Regions from separate parts of the Arachis hypogaea genome. Here region 1 is linked to region 2. Evidence: chromatin contacts called from public Hi-C data. All regions are on one chromosome and are shown on one strand. Each heading gives the region's core, a stretch centred on a gene start, on an enhancer-like site or on the middle of the called end of the contact. The rest is flanking DNA. Distances are from core to core; before and after follow the strand shown. Region 1 holds the start of LOC112729548. Region 2 has its middle 14 kb from the start of LOC112729546.

The links. Hi-C and Micro-C count contacts between places; a contact is called where the count stands out from the background.
Region 1: a Hi-C map of leaf shows a contact between it and region 2, with 2.1 times the contacts expected there. The contact joins the promoter of LOC112729548 here to the enhancer-like site in region 2. A contact is called at or near these places in 2 of 8 Hi-C or Micro-C datasets (both in leaf).

What each region holds. Positions count from the first base shown.
Region 1 is chr12:5,094,364-5,099,280 of arahy.Tifrunner.gnm2.J5K5, forward strand. LOC112729548 reads left to right here and starts at 2,881. Exons shown (of 3, transcript XM_029290513.2): 1 at 2,881-3,694; 2 at 3,791-4,756; 3 at 4,917. The coding sequence starts at 2,975. It overlaps LOC140176582, which reads left to right. Exons shown (of 2, transcript XM_072208107.1): 2 at 2,814-2,975. The coding sequence ends at 2,975.
Region 2 is chr12:5,034,785-5,040,170 of arahy.Tifrunner.gnm2.J5K5, forward strand. No RefSeq gene overlaps it. Among protein-coding and RNA genes, the nearest start is that of LOC112729546, 14 kb to the left of the region's middle. Within about 2 kb of position 3,212, at least 1 of the 3 cell types and tissues checked has open chromatin away from gene starts, as enhancers often do.

The sequences.
Region 1 (4,917 bases), core at 1,631-4,130, 59 kb after region 2:
CCAAAATATTTTTAAAAAAATTTAATAATTAAATTATTTTTTTAAGATACCCTTCAATAATTTTTTAATTATTAAATTGTAATTTTACCAAAATTTTTCTTAACAATTATTTTTATATTTTATTATTAATTTTTAGATATTAATATATATTATTTTAACATTAAATAAAAAAATTTTGCCACTCTTAATATGTATAATAATTAATATATATATTGATATCGAAAAATAATCTTTAGAAAAAAATTTAATTATTATTTTTTAAAAATATTTTGGTAAAAATACAATTTAGTCAATAAAAAAAATTATTAAAGAGTATTTTAGTAAACAAAATTTAATAATAAAAAAATAAATTTTTTTTAAAAAGTATTTTTGTAAAAAAAATAATTTAATTTTTTTAAAAAATTGATAAAATTAACATTAGTTAATAAATTTTTTTTTAAAATAAATTAAAAAAACGATTTTTTAAAAGTTATAGAAAAAGAAAATGTACATTTTACAAATAGAGAGAATGAAAATGTCATTTAGCATCTCTCAAAAAAAGAGAATGAAATTTTCTCTTATATTGACTTTTGAATTCGTAACATATATATACATGCTAGATTATACTACTAGCGTTTATTATAGGTTGTGACTTCGAAATTCTCTATTTTCGGTAAAAAAAAAAATCTTTTCTAATAAATTCCACTATAAAAATAATAGATTATGTCATTATTTGAATTCTTCTTTCTATTCGTACTAGGCTACCCGAAAATAAACAAATATTATTCCATGTATAAGTTGGAACGTATACGTATACGCTTATACCTATATCAATTTTGTTTGATAGCTAGTATGAACAAATTAAAGTCAGTAGTCTCTCATTCACAATTGATCACTGCGTAGTAATAGTAATAATAAGCTTATTACGCTAAAAAAAAATATAGATAAATAATTCTTAATCGACTAACTTTAAACAATTATAATTAATATTAATTGATTTTATATTTTTAAAAAAATAAAATTTAAATAATTACTAATTAATGATAATTTAAAAATCAGAATTACTAATTAATAACAAGTTGACTGCTAATTAGTTGATTGGGCGTTAGTTATCAAGCAATTCTTATGCTAATTATATATGCATGTGTAACATCTTTTTGGCTGATTACATATTGAAAATGAAATTGTTTCTCACTATAATGTACGGACACTGACACGGACACGGGACACAATACAACACAGAATACGCAGACACACGAATTTGAAAATCTTACAAGATACGTGAACACAGCATATATATAGAATATAAAGTATTTTTTAGATAAATTATAATAAATTTTTGATATTTTATTGCTGTTAAAATATAAAATAATTTTTTAACTATTTTTTATGTCTTTTTTTAATTATATAAAAGTATCTAAAATATTTTTTGTTTTAATAAATAATAATATATATTATTTCTAAATTCATTTCAACAATATAAGTTAAAAATAAGGCTGGACACGCAGACACGTGATGGTATTTAGGTGTGTCCAAGTGTGTCTGGAAAATTTTTTTTTATTTTTTATTAAGATACGATTGAACACGGCAGACACACGTGTCGGACGAGTATCGCGTCCGAAATGTGTCCGACACGCGGATACGGCAACTCAACGAAGTGTCCGTACTTCATAGATTTCTCATTAGGTGGTTATCAAGTGGATTTGAGAATCAATCTTCAATGTAATCATGTTCATATTTATTTCATTCTTTTTAGGGTTTAGCATCGATATTCAAATTTTATTATAAAGAAATTAATTAATTCAATCCGAATAAGTATCCCATTATATGTATAAATGACTTGGTGAATAGATAGAATGACTTGATCATTAGATAGAATAAGTTATTTAATTTGATTCATATTTTTTGCCTTTTGGTTATAAATAACCTTTTTGGATGAATATGAGTAAAGGTTTGAAAATCGAATCCGTTATTAAATTAGTAGAGTTAGAGATTCAAAAAGTAAATAAAAATATAACTAGGATTAAATCGAATATAATGAAATGATATATTTATGTATAAAATTATATTTTTTAAAAATTGTGTGTAATTTATTATTTTAATTAGATTAACCGCTAAAAAATCATACCGGTTCAATCGATTAATTGTTTTTTTGGTTTTTGACTGATTTATTGCTAAACGATTTATACCTTAAAATAAACTAATCTTTTAACTTAAAATAAACTAATCTGTTAACTGAATTAAACCAGTTAATTCAGTCTGATTTTCAGAATTATATTAATAATAAAATGTTCTCATTTTTTCTTTATTTTTCTTTTATTTTCGTTAATACGTAATTACTTAAAAAATTCTGAAAATAAAGAGAAAAGTAAAATAAATTATGGCTTTCAAGTTTCATGTGAACATTTGTGGTCTGAACTGAAACTCTGAACTCAGGAGAACTCAAGAGCGATACCCTTTTTTTTAGTCAACTTCAAAGCTTCATTTTTGGTCTTGGTCAACGTCAAATTAATAAACTCAGATACAAACAAATGTTCTTTTTGGGCCTGACAAGATCCATGTAAGAAACTATTATGAAAGGTCCACCTAAGCATTATTGGACCATGCTACTCTTTTTAAAATTTAGACCAAAGCTATTACCAAAAAAAAAATGAGGACCAAAGCTGAAAAATAACATAAGAAAATAATCTAAAAGAATGATTATCCAATCAACGGTGCGTCTTTAGGCCCGTTCTATTAAACAGACAGAAATAAGTTGTTGTTGGACAACTTAGAAAGACGAAAAAGGGTATTTTATTGGTCTATTGCTCTGATTATTGATGACGGTTATAAAGGGTATTTTAGACGTTTCGCCTGTCCCACGTGCAATTCAAGGCAATCAAGTTCAGTTACAATTGGAGTCGTCTTTCTCGCGCAGTTGCCACTTGCCTGATTCCCCTCAAGTCTGCAGAATTTACAAATCCAATTCCCATTTTCATCCGTTTTCTGATTCCTAATGAGCAACAATAATCAGAGGTTGTTGAACCCGAACTCGAACCCGAATCCGAATCCGAATCCGGAAAGGGTGCTGGCAATCCCAGTGAAGAAGACTGATCCGGTGGAGCTGTACCGACCGTTACGCGAGTTGGTAGCGAGAAAATACTCAGAGAGCGATGCAGAGAAAGTTGAAAGCGTTCTGGAAACCCTAAACAAATGCCGCAGCGACATGGTGGAGCGGGGGGACCTCTCCCTTCCCATGCAACGTGACTGCCTCATCCACTACTTCAAATGCCTCTGCATGGTTGAGCCACTCTTCATCGCTATCTCCTCCGACGCCGATTCCGAACTTATCAACTTTGTCTGGTACGACGCCTTCTACTCTGAGCATAATAATGGAGTCAGCTCGCAGCACAACAGCATCCAATTGGAGATGGCTGCTGTTGTCTTCAACATTGGCGCCGTATGCAGCCAGATTGGGGCCTCTTCCGACCGCACCACGGCCCTTGGCCGTCACCTTGCAATGGACGCCTTCAATGCCGCCGCCATATTCTTCTTGAAACTCTGGAAGGATCTCGTCAAGGACGTCTCCGCCACCCTCGACTTGACTCTCCTCTTCGCCGAGAGTCTTCACTGCCTCTTCTCCGCTCAGGCTTTGGAGCTCAAATCACAGCAACAACTCAAAGACAACAGCAGTTCGGCTTTCGAAAAATATAGATGTGCCGTTTCGTTTCAATCGGTCAGTTTTGCCCCTAGACTGATTTTACATTTTATTTTATTTTTTTTATTTTAGATTTTCAATATTATGATGATGATGATGATGATGATGATGTAGGCTTCTGAGCATTATCAGAGAGCGTATGATCTGATAGTAGGTGATTCGGTTGCAACCGAGCATGTCCACAAATTTGACCAAACCTGGATAACTCATCTTCATCAGAAGAAGGAATTCTTTCAAGTGGAGGCACGTCAGAGGCTATCATCCGTCCAACCCATATCCCAGCCACTTAGATCATTCTCATCTATCTGTGCTCTTGATCATGATGCAGAATCTGTCAATGAAAAATTAGTTAGAGCGATTTGCTGGCGTGTGGACCAGTGGATGCCCAAGCTAGAAGGAGTATACCTTGACCTCGTCCTTTCCGAGGACAGCCCTTTCAAGATTATGGATGGTGGAAAGCTGGTAGCTAACCCATGGGACATGCCTCCTCCTTATCCAACGAATTTTGCAATCCCCTCGTCTTCGTCTTCGTCTTCATCACATATTCTGGCATTGCCTTTGAAGAAGAGTGAGCCGTTGGACCTCTATGAGTCCTTGCGCAATTACTTTGTCCTCAAATACTCTGAGAGTGTGGCAAAGAGTGTAGAAGGCCTTCTCGAATTGCTAAACAAATTGCGTAGTGAAATGCTGCGTGATGACCTCTCTCTACCCTTGCGCCGTGACTGCCTCATCCGCTATTTCAAATGCCTTTGCATGATTGAGCCTTTGTTCCCCATGACTACCTCACCCAACCCACCTATCTTTGTTTGGTACAATGCCTTCAACCCACAAGAGAACTCTTCTCAGCACAACATCCATTTGGAGAAGGCCTCTGTTCTCTTCAACCTGGGAGCCCTCGGCTCCCACATTGCTCTCTCCTGCGATCTCACCACCATCCAAGGCCAGCGCATTGCCATAGACGCCTTACATGATGCTTCATATTGGTTCTTAATACTAACGCATGAGGCTGAGAAGGCATCTGCCACCATTGACTTGTCAATAAGCTGCACCCAGATGCTGCACGAGATAATAAGCGCGCAGGTTGCTGACTTGGAATGCAATTTTCCTCATCCCCGTTATGCATCAGTTTCTGCTGGATGTCCTGTATGAATCGTCATCTACCTTTTCGGTTGATCTTTTCTTAGCGCATTTTATTTTTGTCAATCTTGATTTCTTGAATTGTTTGATTGGGATAATGTAGG
Region 2 (5,386 bases), core at 1,962-4,461:
AGTTTTCCTTCCTTCACTAATTTTTCTATGACATTTTTTAAGTCAAAGCATTCGTTGGTGGAGTGCCCACGGACTCGATGGTATTCACAATATTCGTTCCGGTTTCCTCCTCCCCTTTTGCCTTTGAGTGGTCGAGCTGGGGGTATTTTTTCTGTGTGGCAGACTTCTTTATAAACATCCACAAGGGACACCCGAAGAGGGGTGTAATTATGATATTTTTTAATTTTTTTCCCTTGTTGATCTTCCTTCTTTTTGGACTCTTTATCTTTGTCTCGGTAGGTGAATCCAGATTTTGAGATTTCTCCTAGTCGAGAATTTTCTTCCATATTGATGTATTTCTCCGCTCGTTCTTGCACTTCGTCCAGAGATGTGGGATACTTCTTTGATATAGATTGGCTAAAAGGTCCCTCTCGTAGGCCATTGATGAGGCCCATGATGGTGGCCTCTGTCGATAGGCTTTGTATGTCTAGGCATGTTTTGTTGAATCTTTCCATGTAGTTGCGAAGACTTTCCCGATCTCCTTGCTTGATTCCTAATAGACTGGGGGCGTGCTTAGCCTTATCTTTTTGGATGGAGAATCTGGCCAGGAACTTTTTGGCTAAGTCATCAAAGCTTGAGATGGACTTTGGAGGTAGGTTGTCGAACCATCTAATTGCTGTCTTTGTGAGAGTCGTTGGGAAAGCCTTGCAGCGAACTGTATCTGAGGCGTCAGTGAGGTACATTCTATTTCTGAAATTGCTAAGGTGATGGTTGGGATCTGTAGTGCCATCGTACAAAGCCATATCCGGAAGTTTGAAGTCTTTAGGGATTTTGGTTCTCATGATCTCCCTAGTGAATGGATCTTGATCCTTGCGAGAATTGTCCTCAGGAGTGGATCGAGTAGCTTTGGCTTTGAGATCGGTTTCGAGTTTTAGAAGTTTGTCTTCTAATTCTCGGCGTCGCCTTACCTCCTTTTGCAGATCTTTCCCAACTTCTCGTTGATGCTTATTTTCTTTTTCAAGTTGCTTTAAACGATCTTGAAGCACTTCTATCACTCCCGGATTTGATGAGTTTTTGTTCCCGTTAGATTCCGGGGTATCTTTCAGTGTATTGCCCTGCGTTTTTGTGCGGTGTTCTATCCTCTAGATCTGAATCGTGGTCGTTGTCATGGTCGTCCGCCATGGTGATGGGATGACTTCCAAGTTCCCCGGCAACGGCGCCAATGTTCTGGGGGTTACCTGAAACTGTAGGTCGATCTCGGACGAGATCTTCTGTACTGGTCGGAGATGACGTATCCGGCTGTTGGGGGCGACCGGAGCTGTCGTGTCCGACTTGTGAGACTGGCTGCACTGCTGATCCTTCGTCACCGGAGGGTGGGGGGTACTTGCAAGAGACTCCGATGCTTAAGTTAGCATGGGTATTAAGCAGATTTTTAGTAGAATCAGAGTATGAGTTATACCTGGGTGCTCCAGTGTATTTATAATGGTTGTGGACTGACCTTCTTAGATAAGATAAGTTAGTTATCTTATCTTATCTTATCTTATCTTTGGGTGAGGTCAGCTCATCTTCAAGGAAACCGCCTTTATCTCTATAGGCTTGGACTGCCTTTGGATTTGGGTCGTGTTCCTCTACTTGGGCCCTTTACTAGGCTTTCCTGTCGATTTGGCCGAACTCTTTGAGAAGAGGTCGAATAGCCTGACCTGAAGAGGTCGGTCGCTTTGTTACCGAACATCCCGGGTCGAGTAGCTCGACCCAGGATATGAACAATTATTATTATTATTATTATTATTATTATTATTATTATTATTATTATTATTATTATTATTATTATTAAATTGTATTGCTAAGAATTAATATGGTAAAATCTTAGTAATTTAAAACTTTAAAGGAATTTAAGGTTACCTTGAGAAAATTATAGAAAATATATAAAGTTTTTGTTTTTTAATATATTTTTTATTATCTCATTAAAATAAATTATTTAAAATCTTTTATTAAAAATAGTTTTAAGAGGAGATTAGCTAAATCTTTGTTGTTTAATTTTCATATACACTCAATTACTCGAACACACAAATTCTCTCTAATTAGATATTTGAGGATTTGTTAATTAGTAGTATAACACGAGATATATACTGGAGCCAATATATATGACTTAGGTAAATATGATTTTTTTATCTATTTTAATAAAAAAAATATGAATTTACTATTTTATATACATATAATTTCAACATATTTTTTATATATTTTTTAGAATTAAAATTAACATAGATACTAGTATAAATATAATTAATAAATTATATTGGTTGCTTGAGATTCAAATATCTGTAACTGATCAATGAAATAAAAATTGGATTTGTTAATGAATTTAAAGGGTAAAATAATAAAAAAATCTCTTTTCAAGTCTTGCTTGCATTTTTTAGGAATTTTAAAAGCACATTTTAATAGTATTATAAAAATAAATATTTGATTAAATTTTGTTTAAAAAATATTTTTATATTTTTAATATATTAAATACATAAAAAATTTAATAATTTATATAATTATATTCTTAATACATATTTTTAAGACAAATTTTAACTAAACACTATATTAATAGTTAGATTCAATTTTAGAATTATTACTATTTAGTTTTATTCGACGAATGTTCTATTGCAATTTAAGCATTATTTTTGTGTGTAGTCAACAATATTTATCTTTAAACATTCTTTATTATATTAGACAACTGTTAAGTTTTAACGAAAAATGAAACATGTAAGTGATGAAACAACTTTTTTTTTTTTAAATGAAATTAACAAAAAACTATTTATTTTAGTGGAACAAAATATTTTGAGAATACTTGTATTTATTTGTAGGAGAAAGGAAAACTTCTGGTTTTTGGTATTAGAAAACTTATTGTTTATTACTTTTAAAACATTTTATGGACATAGGTGTTTTTTCTTGGATAGCCACAAAAGGCCTAATAAAAGAAGTAATTACAGTACACCAAAAAAAAGTAATTACAAGTCCAAAAGAAATATATCGGGATCTTGCACCCTACTATAATAATTAATAAGATGATGTATGACCAAAAAGAAATTCAATAGTGTTTAGCAAGATCCAAGCCGAAAAAGTCAAGAGGAGAGGTCCAATTCTATGGACCACTTTCAAAAAAAAAAAAAAAAAAAAACTGGAAAAAAGACTTAGAGAGCACAAGGTAATGCTTCTGTTTAGGAAATTGTTCTTCGTCTCCGCTCCATCCGTTCCCGTTTAATTTCTCCCTGCGCACAGCGCACTACACCACATCCGACAGATAGCAGCGGTTATGTATAGGATTAGCAGCGGTTTTTAACCGCTGCCAAATGGATAGCAACGGTTGATAAATCCGCTGAAAGATAGTATTTTGCAGCGAAATTATTTTGCAGCGGTTTCATCCGCTACTAAATCGTGAAAATATGATTTAAGGGAGATTGCAGCGGTTGTCAACCGCTGCAAAATGCCATACGTTTACTAATCCTGTTATGAATATAGCAACGGATTTAAAACCGCTGCCAAATGTCGAGTAACACTTTTTTTTAAGAAAAAAACCAGAATTTATAATAGAATATGACAACTCTTTTATTCTTTATATGTTCATCCACTTAATTGCATTAACTTATTAAAATAACCAACAGCCAATCCAAAAATAATACACGAAACAAAACATAATTAATTTTGCAAAAGTGAATCATTATAACGATAATTTGCATCCAGTGCATCCATTACTGTAAACTACAAATAAAGTCAACAAAATAAAAAACTACAAATAAATATCTCAAAAGTCATTACGAAAGTAAATAATAAAAGAGTATTCCGATTCCAACACTGATAAGTCAAATCATTAGTGCCCACACATCATCTTGCATGGGATGAGATTGGTGCACTTCTCAAAGAATCCAAACCCGCAGCTATTTCAGGTGGCAAATTACCTCCTTATTGCTGGATTACGTATGTCAACAAATCTCCCATTGCCTGTATTTTTGCCTTCCCTTCAGCTGCCTCTGTCTCCATTCTCTGTCTCTTTGCCTTTTCCTCTGCTGCTACTGCCTTGAGTTATGCTGCCTCCGCCTTAACTTCTGCTGCCTCCGCCTTGAGTTTCACAATCTCCATCTGATACTCCTCAATCTGTACACCGTAGTCCGACTACTCTGGAATGTTACGAAAACACCGACTCGGACATGTACCAATACCGAGTCCACGAACTCTTCTTGGGCGCTCTTTTCCAAGCACTTGTGCAAGGGAATCATTCTGTGAAAATTCCTTGCTAGAGGGGTCTTGGCTCTCAATAAGTTCAATTGCTTCCTGCAAACATGTGAGGTCCGGATTTACACTAATCTAAATTCAATAATAGTAATTGCAAAGGAAAATTTGAAAAAGTAATGAACATGATTTACCCCAACCAAACGCGCTTCTTCATTCCTATATTTTCCATTCTTTTTTTTATGACTCATGTTCCATCCCTATCCTCTCCCAATAGGCCTTCCCTGTCATTGCTCCTATAACAATTATCAACACACATTTGAATTAAACACAATACTGTATTACCAGAAACACGTCAATATTCTTGAACTGAAGTTAAATTAATTACTTTTTCGTGTCTCTTTCTTGCCATCGTTTTAGAACCTCCGGTATGTGTGTATTGTTGCTTTGAACGATTAACAGCATTTTTTCTACACTTCTCCTACACATAAAACGAAGAAAAATAAATGTTATCGGGATAAATTACTACACTGTTAATAATTTTATAAATCAGCCTTGAGCGTACAACTTCAGGAAACAAAAAAAGTGATAAGGTGATGAACTTTTGGGTAGTAGTTTTTCCACTATCACAATAAATTCAGCATATTTAGTAGTAGTTCATTACCATTTAAAATCGCATACAATAAAATTTCAACTACATATTTGTTACCTTCGTGTCATCGTCCAACCAATATTGAAGAAACTTTTTCCAGTGATTTGCCTCTATTCCTACTGGCTTACGCTTGATATTTTCCTCAAAAGTTAGTTCTTCGTCATAAACCTTATGGAACAAATGATTTCTTGAATTCCTCCAGTAGCTTCTTATTCTTTGTAAAATTCCCCGCTTTATCCACCCTCTTTTATCGTCCTCATAGTGGAAGACTCGCTACAAGTAGTTCAGATCAAAAGACAACATATAATAATTAACCACCTCAAACAGACTTATGTATTATCAAAAGACATACTTTATGACATCAACAATTCTCGACAACAAAATTCACAGAAGTCAACTACAAGAAACCCAACATGCACTATCCTTCTCTAATTTACCAGACTAAAACAAATAAAATAGAAAACCAATTGTGTATCCACCTACTAACAGAGAGTTGCTGCACAAAAAAAACAGCATCCCCGTAGAAAGGAAACAATGAAATAA